3 separate regions of the Gossypium arboreum genome follow, and regions 1 and 3 are each linked to region 2. A link is a contact called in public Hi-C data. All regions are on one chromosome and are shown on one strand. The core of a region is the stretch at or near the end of the contact, and the rest is flanking DNA. Distances in the headings are between cores, read along the strand shown. Region 1 holds the start of LOC108485527 (CBL-interacting serine/threonine-protein kinase 9). Region 2 holds the start of LOC108485844 (NAC domain-containing protein 43-like). Region 3 holds the start of LOC108458249.

The links. A called contact is a pair of places that touch in the nucleus more often than the background predicts.
Region 1: a contact with region 2 is called in a Hi-C map of leaf, with 2.4 times the contacts expected there. The contact joins the promoter of LOC108485527 here to the promoter of LOC108485844 in region 2. A contact is called at or near these places in 2 of 5 Hi-C or Micro-C datasets (both in leaf).
Region 3: a contact with region 2 is called in a Hi-C map of leaf, with 2.1 times the contacts expected there. The contact joins the promoter of LOC108458249 here to the promoter of LOC108485844 in region 2. A contact is called at or near these places in 2 of 5 Hi-C or Micro-C datasets (both in leaf).

The regions. Positions count from the first base shown.
Region 1 is chr7:75,669,686-75,672,834 of ASM2569848v2, reverse strand. LOC108485527 (CBL-interacting serine/threonine-protein kinase 9) reads right to left here and starts at 1,810. Exons shown (of 14, transcript XM_017789377.2): 1 at 1,214-1,810; 2 at 848-910; 3 at 672-743; 4 at 439-546; 5 at 252-332; 6 at 1-29. The coding sequence starts at 1,405.
Region 2 is chr7:75,813,407-75,816,924 of ASM2569848v2, reverse strand. It overlaps LOC108485844 (NAC domain-containing protein 43-like), which reads left to right and starts at 1,597. Exons shown (of 3, transcript XM_017789691.2): 1 at 1,597-2,304; 2 at 2,382-2,653; 3 at 2,957-3,518. The coding sequence starts at 2,121.
Region 3 is chr7:75,983,715-75,986,793 of ASM2569848v2, reverse strand. It overlaps LOC108458249, which reads left to right and starts at 1,682. Exons shown (of 6, transcript XM_053030691.1): 1 at 1,682-2,000; 2 at 2,119-2,320; 3 at 2,417-2,546; 4 at 2,877-2,994. The coding sequence starts at 2,129. LOC108458291 (60S acidic ribosomal protein P1) reads right to left here and starts at 1,657. Exons shown (of 4, transcript XM_017757637.2): 1 at 1,509-1,657; 2 at 1,275-1,354; 3 at 871-1,095; 4 at 533-768. The coding sequence starts at 1,346. The coding sequence ends at 715.

The DNA of each region.
Region 1 (3,149 bases), core at 561-3,060, 140 kb after region 2:
CCACATGCAGTGTGAAGCAATCCATCCCCCTACATTCCAAAAAATGTTAGAAAGGTTTGCATCTATACCATATTAAAGAAAAAGAAAGATTACACTAAAACAAAAGACAGTTTTTCCCTTTTTCTTTTCCTTCTTAATTGATATTTAGCATTTACATAATCTCAATTGCCAACTAAAAGCTTTCACCTGTGGCTATTATATTAGAACTTTTTGTATCGAGAAACCATCCTAGCAAATGAGTAAATGCTTACCCGAACTTGCTGTGAGAAAGCACTCAATCCAAAGTCTGAAATTTTAAGAACACCATAGGAGTCCAAAAGAAGATTTTCTGGCTGCAAAAAATGAAATGAACATGTCACATATGAATCAGGAAGCAAAACCCAAGTTCCAAAGTGGAAAGCTTTTAAGCAGTCATCAATCAGTTAATTGAAGCTGAACCTTCAAATCTCTATGGTAGACGCCTCTACTGTGGCAGTAATCAACAGCATTAATAAGCTGCTGGAAATAGCTTCTAGCCTCATCTTCTTTGAGTCTCCCGTGCCTGGCCTATAAATATCAAAGATTTATTACTTTAAACAATAAACTGCTATTGCGAATAGAAACTCAATGAGCGAATTTATATAAAATTTGCTTCATCTTCATTTAACTATAAATGCCCAACAAGTCCTTACAATTTTGTCGAAGAGCTCGCCACCATTAACGAACTCGATCACGATGTAAATCTTTGTCTTGCTCGCCATAACCTATGCATTAGAAGCAAAATTAAAGTAAAAAAAAAAAAAATCTTATCAACAATGCAAAGCAGAGTAAACCAAACACCATAATTGCAGACATTAGTTTTATTTACCTCAAATATTTTAATGACATTGGGATGCTTGATGAGCTTCATCGTTGAGATTTCGTTTTTTATCTGCCCCGAATAAAATTGCAATCATTAAAAGAGAAAAAAACAAAGAAACGAAAATATTAATGATTGAATATGAAACAGGTGAATATATTTAATCATGAACCCAGATTCGATTTAATCCAACGTTTGACCTATAGACCCCCACATTAAACATGGTCCCACGTGGTTCCCTGTTTCCGTAGTAAAGTTTACGTGAGACCCCATGTTTATTGGCGGCGGAGGGAGATAACTGAAATGCAATTTTTTGTTTTTAAATTTAATGTTGTTTTAAAATATGCATGGTGGGACATTGGAAAGGGAGATCACCTGTTCGACCATACGGTGACGTAGAACTTGATCACGATCCATGATTTTGATCGCCACACACTGGCCGGTCTCGACATTCTTAGCGAACTTGACCTTTGCGAAACTCCCCTCACCCAGGGTTCTTCCCAGCTTGTACTTTCCTATGCGTGTTCTACTCAAGTGACCCTGCGATGTTTTCTTCTTAGTGCTCATTCTTCTCCTCTCGCCCTCAACCCTTCGATCCGATTTCAATTTCCTTTCGTTATTGATTTTCAAGATGGTTTTCTTTTAAATCAAAATTGCAAGCCCGGCCGAAAACGGTGAGAGGAATGTGAAGGAAAACAAATGGGAGAAGGGAGAGGGAGAGGGAGAGGGAGAGGGAGAGGGGAAGGAGGATGGCTGTTTGAATCAAAATGATATTGATGACGATGTTTATGATGCCATTTATTTATTTGCACTTTTTGGGAGGCTGGGGTCCACCGCTGATGACGTGGATCCGATTTAGTTTTACCGTGTCCCTTCCGTGGCCTTCGTAATTTTACCCATCTGTCTCTCCTATTTACACCTGATATTTGTTTTATTCTTTTTAGGGCAGAGGGGCACGATTAGAGGTGAAGATGACCCCCGTCGGATCTTAATATAATTTTATGCGGGTTTTTAAGTTTGATTCGGCCTGAGTTAAAATTTTGTTCAATTTTAATTCACATAAAAAAGTTAAAATTTAAGTTCAATTCAGCCCATTTATATTAAAATTTTATATTAAAATTTTATATAAAAATAAATTTTAGAAATAAAATACATCAAATACACTATAAGTACAAACATTAAAATAAATGTATTGTTATGAATATATTATTAAGTAAATGTCTATTTCATTTATACTTTTATGTCTACAAATAAAATTTTGAACAAGCATTATATTGATCCTATTGATCAATAAAATATATTTTCTATTGCTTCCCATATTTTCTTTGTTCTTTACGCTCTCCATCTCTCTTTATTTTATAACATGTATAAATTTTAAAAAAATTATTTACACTTAAATAACCCTAAGATAGTTGCAACTTAGTAAACAAATACCTCTAAAATAATAATAATAAAATAAGAGTTATACAATATTCAAACAATAACAATAAAATAGTTATAATATAATAGCGAAATAGCACCAGAACTATGACAAAACAACAACAAAAATAATGAAAACAGCAACAAAAGCAGCAGTTTATTTTTATTTTTTTGCAAATTCGAGCCAAGCTAAGGCCAAAAAAGCTTACCCAAGACTCGATCGGTTTAGAAAACAGGTTTCATTTTTTTGTCCAAGTCTATTTTTCGGACCTATATTTTTATTTAAACTCTTCCACTTTCTCAGCCCGACCCATCATCATGTCTAGGCACCGAATTGAACTGAATTAGTATTAACTGAATTAATCGAACTTTTTAATCTTTTAAACGTTAACCAAACCGAAAGATTTTGGTTAATTCGGTCGGTTAACCGAATTAAAATTACATATAATTTATATTATTAATTATTAAGTTCGATTAATTACCTAATTTCAAACTAAATTAATTGAAAATTGAATTTTTAAAAAATCATTAACCAACTTCCAATCAAATTAAATTGATTAATCAACCAATTAATTAAATTAAGTGGATTTGATTGATTACACCCTAACCAGGGACAAAGCACAGGTATCCTTAAAAGACAAACTGTTCTGTGCCATTAACATTGTAATTCAACAAATAACAAATTATAGCGTAATATGGCAGGAGTCAAATCCAAATAAAAATATCCATAAATATAATGATCACGCTTAAATTTTGAATCACTGTTATAATTTATTTGTTTTTAGGATAAGCCACAGCACATCATCTTAAATAGTATATTTTATTTTCATCATTTAAATTTTTTATTAATTTAATCACTTTAATTCAGATAATTGTTTAAAATTTTCATTAC
Region 2 (3,518 bases), core at 348-2,847:
GAATTAAAAGACAAATTTTAAAACCCAAATGTGTCAATCTTCAACCCCATGGCTGAATATAGCAAGGAGAAACCATGGCTCTACTACATTTAAAATATAGTCTAATTAGGACTAGTCCGTTGAACCTTAGGAATGGATTAAGATAATATTGGTTTTTATTTTTCTTTTATGCTTGCATTCACTTTGGGGAATGCAATAGATTTACTAGGACGAACTTATAAATGTCCCAATAGATTCTTTATTTCATAATCACCATCGCAAACATGCGTGGACTTTAAATCAAACTATTTATTCATGTTGTCATGATTAGTCTCCAATTATAATAAATATGATATAATAAATAAATCATAGTAAATTATACCTGAGAGTCCTTAACATCATCGATATCACCCTAGCTGAGTGGTTAAATGCTCTAATGATTACCTATAGTGCGCAAGCCTCAATTGAAATAGCAGCAGCTCTAGGAGTCAATCGACAATAGTAAATTTTGTGATATTTTTGTAACTTATAGAGAAAAATAATTAAATGAGAATTGTGCTAATAACATGTTATAAAATAAAAAAGACAGAAAGTAAAGAACAAAGAGAATGGGAGAACAAAGAGAGAACCTATTTTTATTGATTAATCGGAATATTTACAAAGCCTTTCCAAAATCTCTATTTATAGTAAAGATCTACTTCTACTCACTATTAGAATTTAAAGTACATTAAAACTTATATTGATTTTAATGGACATCCACCTAATAGGATATTCATAACAATTTTGTATATTTTCACATTTATTTTATTTTTGTCTTGTATATTAATTATTAAGTATATGTCACGTTCAAGATTTTCAAAATTAAATTGGAAATTGAATTGGTCAGGATATATATATCATTTCATGTTATTTTTATCTTATATCGTAATCCTTTTTATGTTGAATTAATATCATATTTTGCATATATAAATTGTCACCGTGTAATTATTTATAAAAAATTATGAATTTGTATTGTGTTTATAGTGTGTCTTAATTTATAATTTTTCATACTTATACAATTTAGAAAAAAATATTTATGTGCTCTTATTGTGTATGTGATTTTAATAGTATAAAATTTTAACATAGCCTTTTGTTTTCATATTCTTAAATTTAGTTGTGTTTGTGGCATGTTATGTTTAGTTTTGCCATAATATTTTTCTATCTCAATTTATTCTATATTTTATATAATTATACAAAATATCTTTAAAACTCATAATTATACAAAGATTTATTTAACTTTAAAAATTAATTAATTAAACTAAAAGGGTCAAAAGAAAACCTTATTCAATTAAATTATGACTTAATTCAATCACAACCACCGTCATATCTAGAAAAGAGTAAATACTAATTAATGTCATATACAAGCGGCACATGTCAAATAAATATGTATTTGAAAGATAGTATACAAGTAAAGTATGAAGTGGTTGATCCGTCATTTTATCTTAACCAAAATTAATGATGAAAGGTAAGGAAATCAGAGCTTACATGAAATGATTAGAATGGTGACCTTTCCAAACTTTCTTAACTAAAATTAATATTACGTGCCACTGCTTGAGGCGCTACGGATAAAGTGAGATCAATTTGAACAAGAATTTATTATGTGTGTATAAAAGATAATACCAAGTAAATGCAACTGAACTTGAAAATCAGCCATGATAGAGTTTTTGAAGAAGACTATTCACTCCCATTATCGTTTTCTCGTTGGGGGCGGTGGTTGCAGTTCACTGAGCCCTCACCCTCGGGGAGAAGGGTTAAAAAGAGAAGGGTGAAATGTAGTTTTCTGTGGAGCTCTTCTTTTTTAAGGTCCCAGTTTAGTGTTTTTTGACTTTGATTGAGGCAACCTCCAACTGGGTCCTACCTCTCCCTGCATCCTCCTTTCAACTTTACAATTCAACACACTGTCGTTTCTCCAAGCAGTCTATAACTAAACTAGTACAGAAAGCAGTAATTTCATTGTAGGATCTTTTGGCCATTTTATGTCCTGCAACGTACACACACGTGTATATATATAGAATTCTCTACATACCCCATTTGGTACACCACCTCTCTCATCTTCCTTTCCTAGTTTATTTTTGGTCTCTTCATTTCTTTTTTTTTCTTAAATGCCGGAAAACATGAGCATATCTGTAAATGGACAAACTCACGTCCCTCCCGGATTCCGATTCCATCCAACCGAAGAGGAGCTATTGCAATACTACCTCAGGAAAAAGGTTTCCTATGAGAAGATCGATTTGGATGTAATTCAGGATGTTGATCATAACAAGCTTGAGCCCTGGGATATTCAAGGTATTTTACTTACATATCTAAGTATTGATTTATGTGTTCCATTGCCATTTACTTTATCAATATTGTAACTTATCCAGAGAGCTGCAAAATTGGAACCACTCCCCAGAATGATTGGTACTTTTTTAGCCATAAAGACAAGAAGTACCCTACTGGGACTCGGACCAACCGTGCCACGGCTGCTGGGTTTTGGAAAGCGACCGGCCGTGACAAAGTTATATGTAGCAACTGCCGCCGGATTGGGATGAGGAAGACTTTGGTGTTTTACAAAGGACGAGCTCCTCATGGCCAAAAATCTGATTGGATCATGCATGAATACAGACTAGAAGATAACATCGCTGAAACCAATATGGTAAACCTTTAAGCTGAAACCTTCTTAGTTCCCCCTCCCCTCCTTCATTATATTGCCAGTATTTTTCAATGATCAAAATCAGCTACAACATCATTCACTTTTAGGGAGAAAAATTGTTGAAACTTTAGCTTTTCAGGTTGGATCTTGGAAGTGTTGCATCTTATCGTATATAAACAGCTTAGGAAAAAGAAAAAGAAAATGCTATAGGATCTGAAAATAAATAATCTACGGCCTATGTAACTTTCCTACAAGGTTTTGGCCATTAAATTAATATTAACATTTTTTTTTTTTTTTGGAATCAAGGTCTCTAATGCTATGGGGAAGGGGCCACAAGAAGAGGGATGGGTGATTTGTCGTGTCTTCAAGAAGAAAAATCACCACAAAACCCTAGACAGCCATATTAGCTCATCTCTCACTGAAAAAGCCAGGGACCGTATGTTCCGTGCGTTCAATGATGGAGCCTTGGAGCAGATACTAGAATACATGGAAAGGAATTGCAAGGACGATAGTGAAGCTAACAACGGTACGAGTAGGAGATTCCTCAGCCCCATGGAGACATCCACCAGCAACGTCTACCCGGCCGACTCATTCATGGAACTCCCAAGCTTAGAGAGCCCAAACTCCGCCAGCAGCCAGAGCTGTTACCAACCCATGTTGACGGACAATGAATGTTCAATCACCAACCAGGTCAGTGGTGATCCCAACTCAGTTGGTAACAGTAACTCTAGGCTCACCAACTGGGCAGTACTTGATCGGCTTGTAGCTTCTCAGCTCAATGGTCAAACAGAGACATGTAGGCAATTAGCTTGCTTCGATGACCACACCACAGCCTACTGCAGCCCCAGTATTACTGATCATCTTGATC
Region 3 (3,079 bases), core at 433-2,932, 170 kb before region 2:
ATCCAACTGCTGGAGAGGTTCCATGATCTGCATAACTAATCATTCTGATTAGCACTTAAAATCAAAAGATTTTGCGTGTAATATCCAGCAAATTTATGTATTTTTTAAAGGAATATCCAGAAAGAATCAGAATGAAATATTGGTGAAGAAAATCGTAAAGATGGAAAGTTGAAAAAGTAGAAAAATACAAAATGAACATATGATTAAAAGAAAACAAAATTTGAAAAATATTGTCTTTCAGCTTTTCGGTTCTTTCTTTCTGCCCTTCCATTTTACTACTCTTTTTCTTCTCGTCCTACTTTTCCACTCTACAATAGATAATATAGAAATTCACTACAGTTTATTTCTTCGTATCAAATAGCTATTCCCAACAACTGATAATTTCAGTTGGATCAAATCAAGAGATGTCATCTATAAGCATAATGAACCAACAATCAAAACCAACACAAAAACATGCATTGCAAAAGAATAAAGCAAATACCATTCAACACTCAATGAAGAATGAAACAAAAAAAAAAAAGGTCAAATATGCTTGTATAAATAAGAAAATTCAAACTTATAATTCAAAAAGGAAGCATTCATCAGTGTCACTTCATTTAAATTAACACTTCTAATTAAGAGAAAAATACCAAAATCAATAAAACTCAAAAGAGTTAGTGTCATACTTAATACGCTAAACCCGTAGTCGACTGAATCACACACTAAAAGGAGTTCCTAATCAAACAAACTGAATCCCATATCATCATCACTCTCTTCCTCTGGTTCCTCCTGCAAATAGCCAAAGAATCACATATCAGTATAAATGGTGCAAGGAAATAATAGAGACAAGGATATCACATCCACTTATTTATTCGTAATTTTTAATTCCACCTTCTTCTTTTCCTCTGCAGGAGCAGGAGCAGCAGCAGCAGCACCGCCTCCACCAGCAGCTGCAACAGGTGCAGCTGCAGCGACCGGAGCACCACCACCAGCAGCACCAACATTGGTTATGAGATTCTCAATGTCGCACTTCTCAAAAAGCTTAGCAAACAAGCTTGGCCAATAAGACTCAACAGAGACATTGGCAGCTTTAACTAGCGCAGCAATCTTCTCAGCCTATTAATGACAGTTAAAGAAACCCCCCCCCCCAAAAAAAAAAATACCTATGTTCCCATACAAATTGGGAATCTCTCAACAACAATAATCAAATTCCTATTTTCCAATAATCCTATCAAAGTATTAAAAAAAATCAAATAATAAATCATACAACCCTAAATTATTTGCATAAAGGATACGGTGATGGGGATGCCATCATCATAGAGAATCAAAGCAGCATAAGAGCAAGCAGCTTCGCCAACCGAAGACATCGTTTATGCTATTAGAATTAAACCAAATAAATAAATAAATAAAGCAATCAAAACACAATCAACGTAAAGATTTACATCAATACCGAAAAAAGAACAGAAAGGAAATTCAAATTTCCCAAGAAACAAACAAGAAAAGAAATGGAAAAAAATCAACGAATTTACCTGAAAGATGAATATAGGAGTGATGGGTTATCGGCAAGCTGTGCAGCGCCGCTCTGAGATCAATATGTTGTTAGGGTTTTCTCTATGACTTTGAGGAAAAGGGTTTTAAAGGGAAAAAAAAATAAACTGTAAATTGGGCTCCTATGTTTTCGGAGGCCCATTTAACCAAACAATAAAATAAAATTATCGTGGCTGTAAAAAAAGTGGCAGTTATATAACATTAGGAAAAAAAAAACAACAGCTAAAACAACGAACAACAACAACAAAAAAGAAAGAAAAAACAACACCGAGAAAACAAAAAAACATGATACACGATTGCACGAGTGCTTGAAGAAGGCCAAAGGGATTTTTTTTTTAAAAAAAAAGGCTTTGGGGTTTGATTAATCAGTGATGTGATCTTCCATAGAAACGACTCTCCAATATCAAAGTTCACTTTTTTTTTTGAAAAAAAGAATTCTCCATTTTTTAACCACTCTATATTTGGCTTCTGGGGTAGTTGTTTTGTTTTTTTTTTTTTTTTTTTGTGGGATTCTTAGCCATTTTCTTTCATCTCTGTTTCTCTTTTTTATTTGGGAGATTATTCTGTGTTTTTTTACATGTCTCAACAAAGGCAATTTCAGATGGTGGGTGGTAGCAACAATCCAGGAGCAGGGCAGTACAATGACACAACTTTTACGAAAATCTTTGTTGGTGGACTGGCTTGGGAAACTCAAAGAGATACCATGAAGCGTTATTTTGAGCAATTTGGAGAGATTATTGAAGCTGTTGTTATTACAGATAAAAATACTGGGAGATCCAAGGGCTATGGCTTTGTAAGCTTATTCATCCCTTTCCTTAATATGTATATATACATATCATTCATTCCATATGACAATTAGAAGGTGATTATCCTTATTTTCCATTTCCAGGTTACATTTAAGGATCCAGATGCAGCCATGAGAGCATGTCAAAACCCTTCTCCTACCATTGATGGAAGGAGGGCGAACTGCAATCTTGCTTCATTGGGTGCACAGAAGACTCGTCCACCACCACAACATGGTTTTCTTTCTCTCTTTTTCTTTTTAATTGTATTGGTTCTTGTTGAAATGTCATTTCCTTATCTCAATACCAACTCTTTATGCATATGTTAAATGGTCCTGGCGAATATTCACTTCAATATTTGGGGTGAGGAAAGTTATTGTTTGATAATGATATTTCAAAGGATCAAAAAATCCTCCTTTTTTTTTCCTTTGTTCATTCTGAAGATGTGTTTTTTACCATATTGGGAAAACATTTCATATTGGTCAATGCGATCTGGTAAACTGAAAAGTGGATCTAAAAACTAGAGTTATGAAACAATTTAATTTAAGATGAAGTCAATAAATGCAGGAGCTGGACGGTTTAGACCAGCACCTGGGTTGATGGCATCGCCTGTTTATCATGGTTCCTCATCAACATTCATCCAACAACCTAATAGTCAATATTCCATTCCATACTCTGCTTATGGGTGAGTTCAATTATTTTAGAAATGAAATTCAATGGCATTGCCTGCATGAATCCCAACTGGTTAAGCCTCAATGGCATTTCTTATT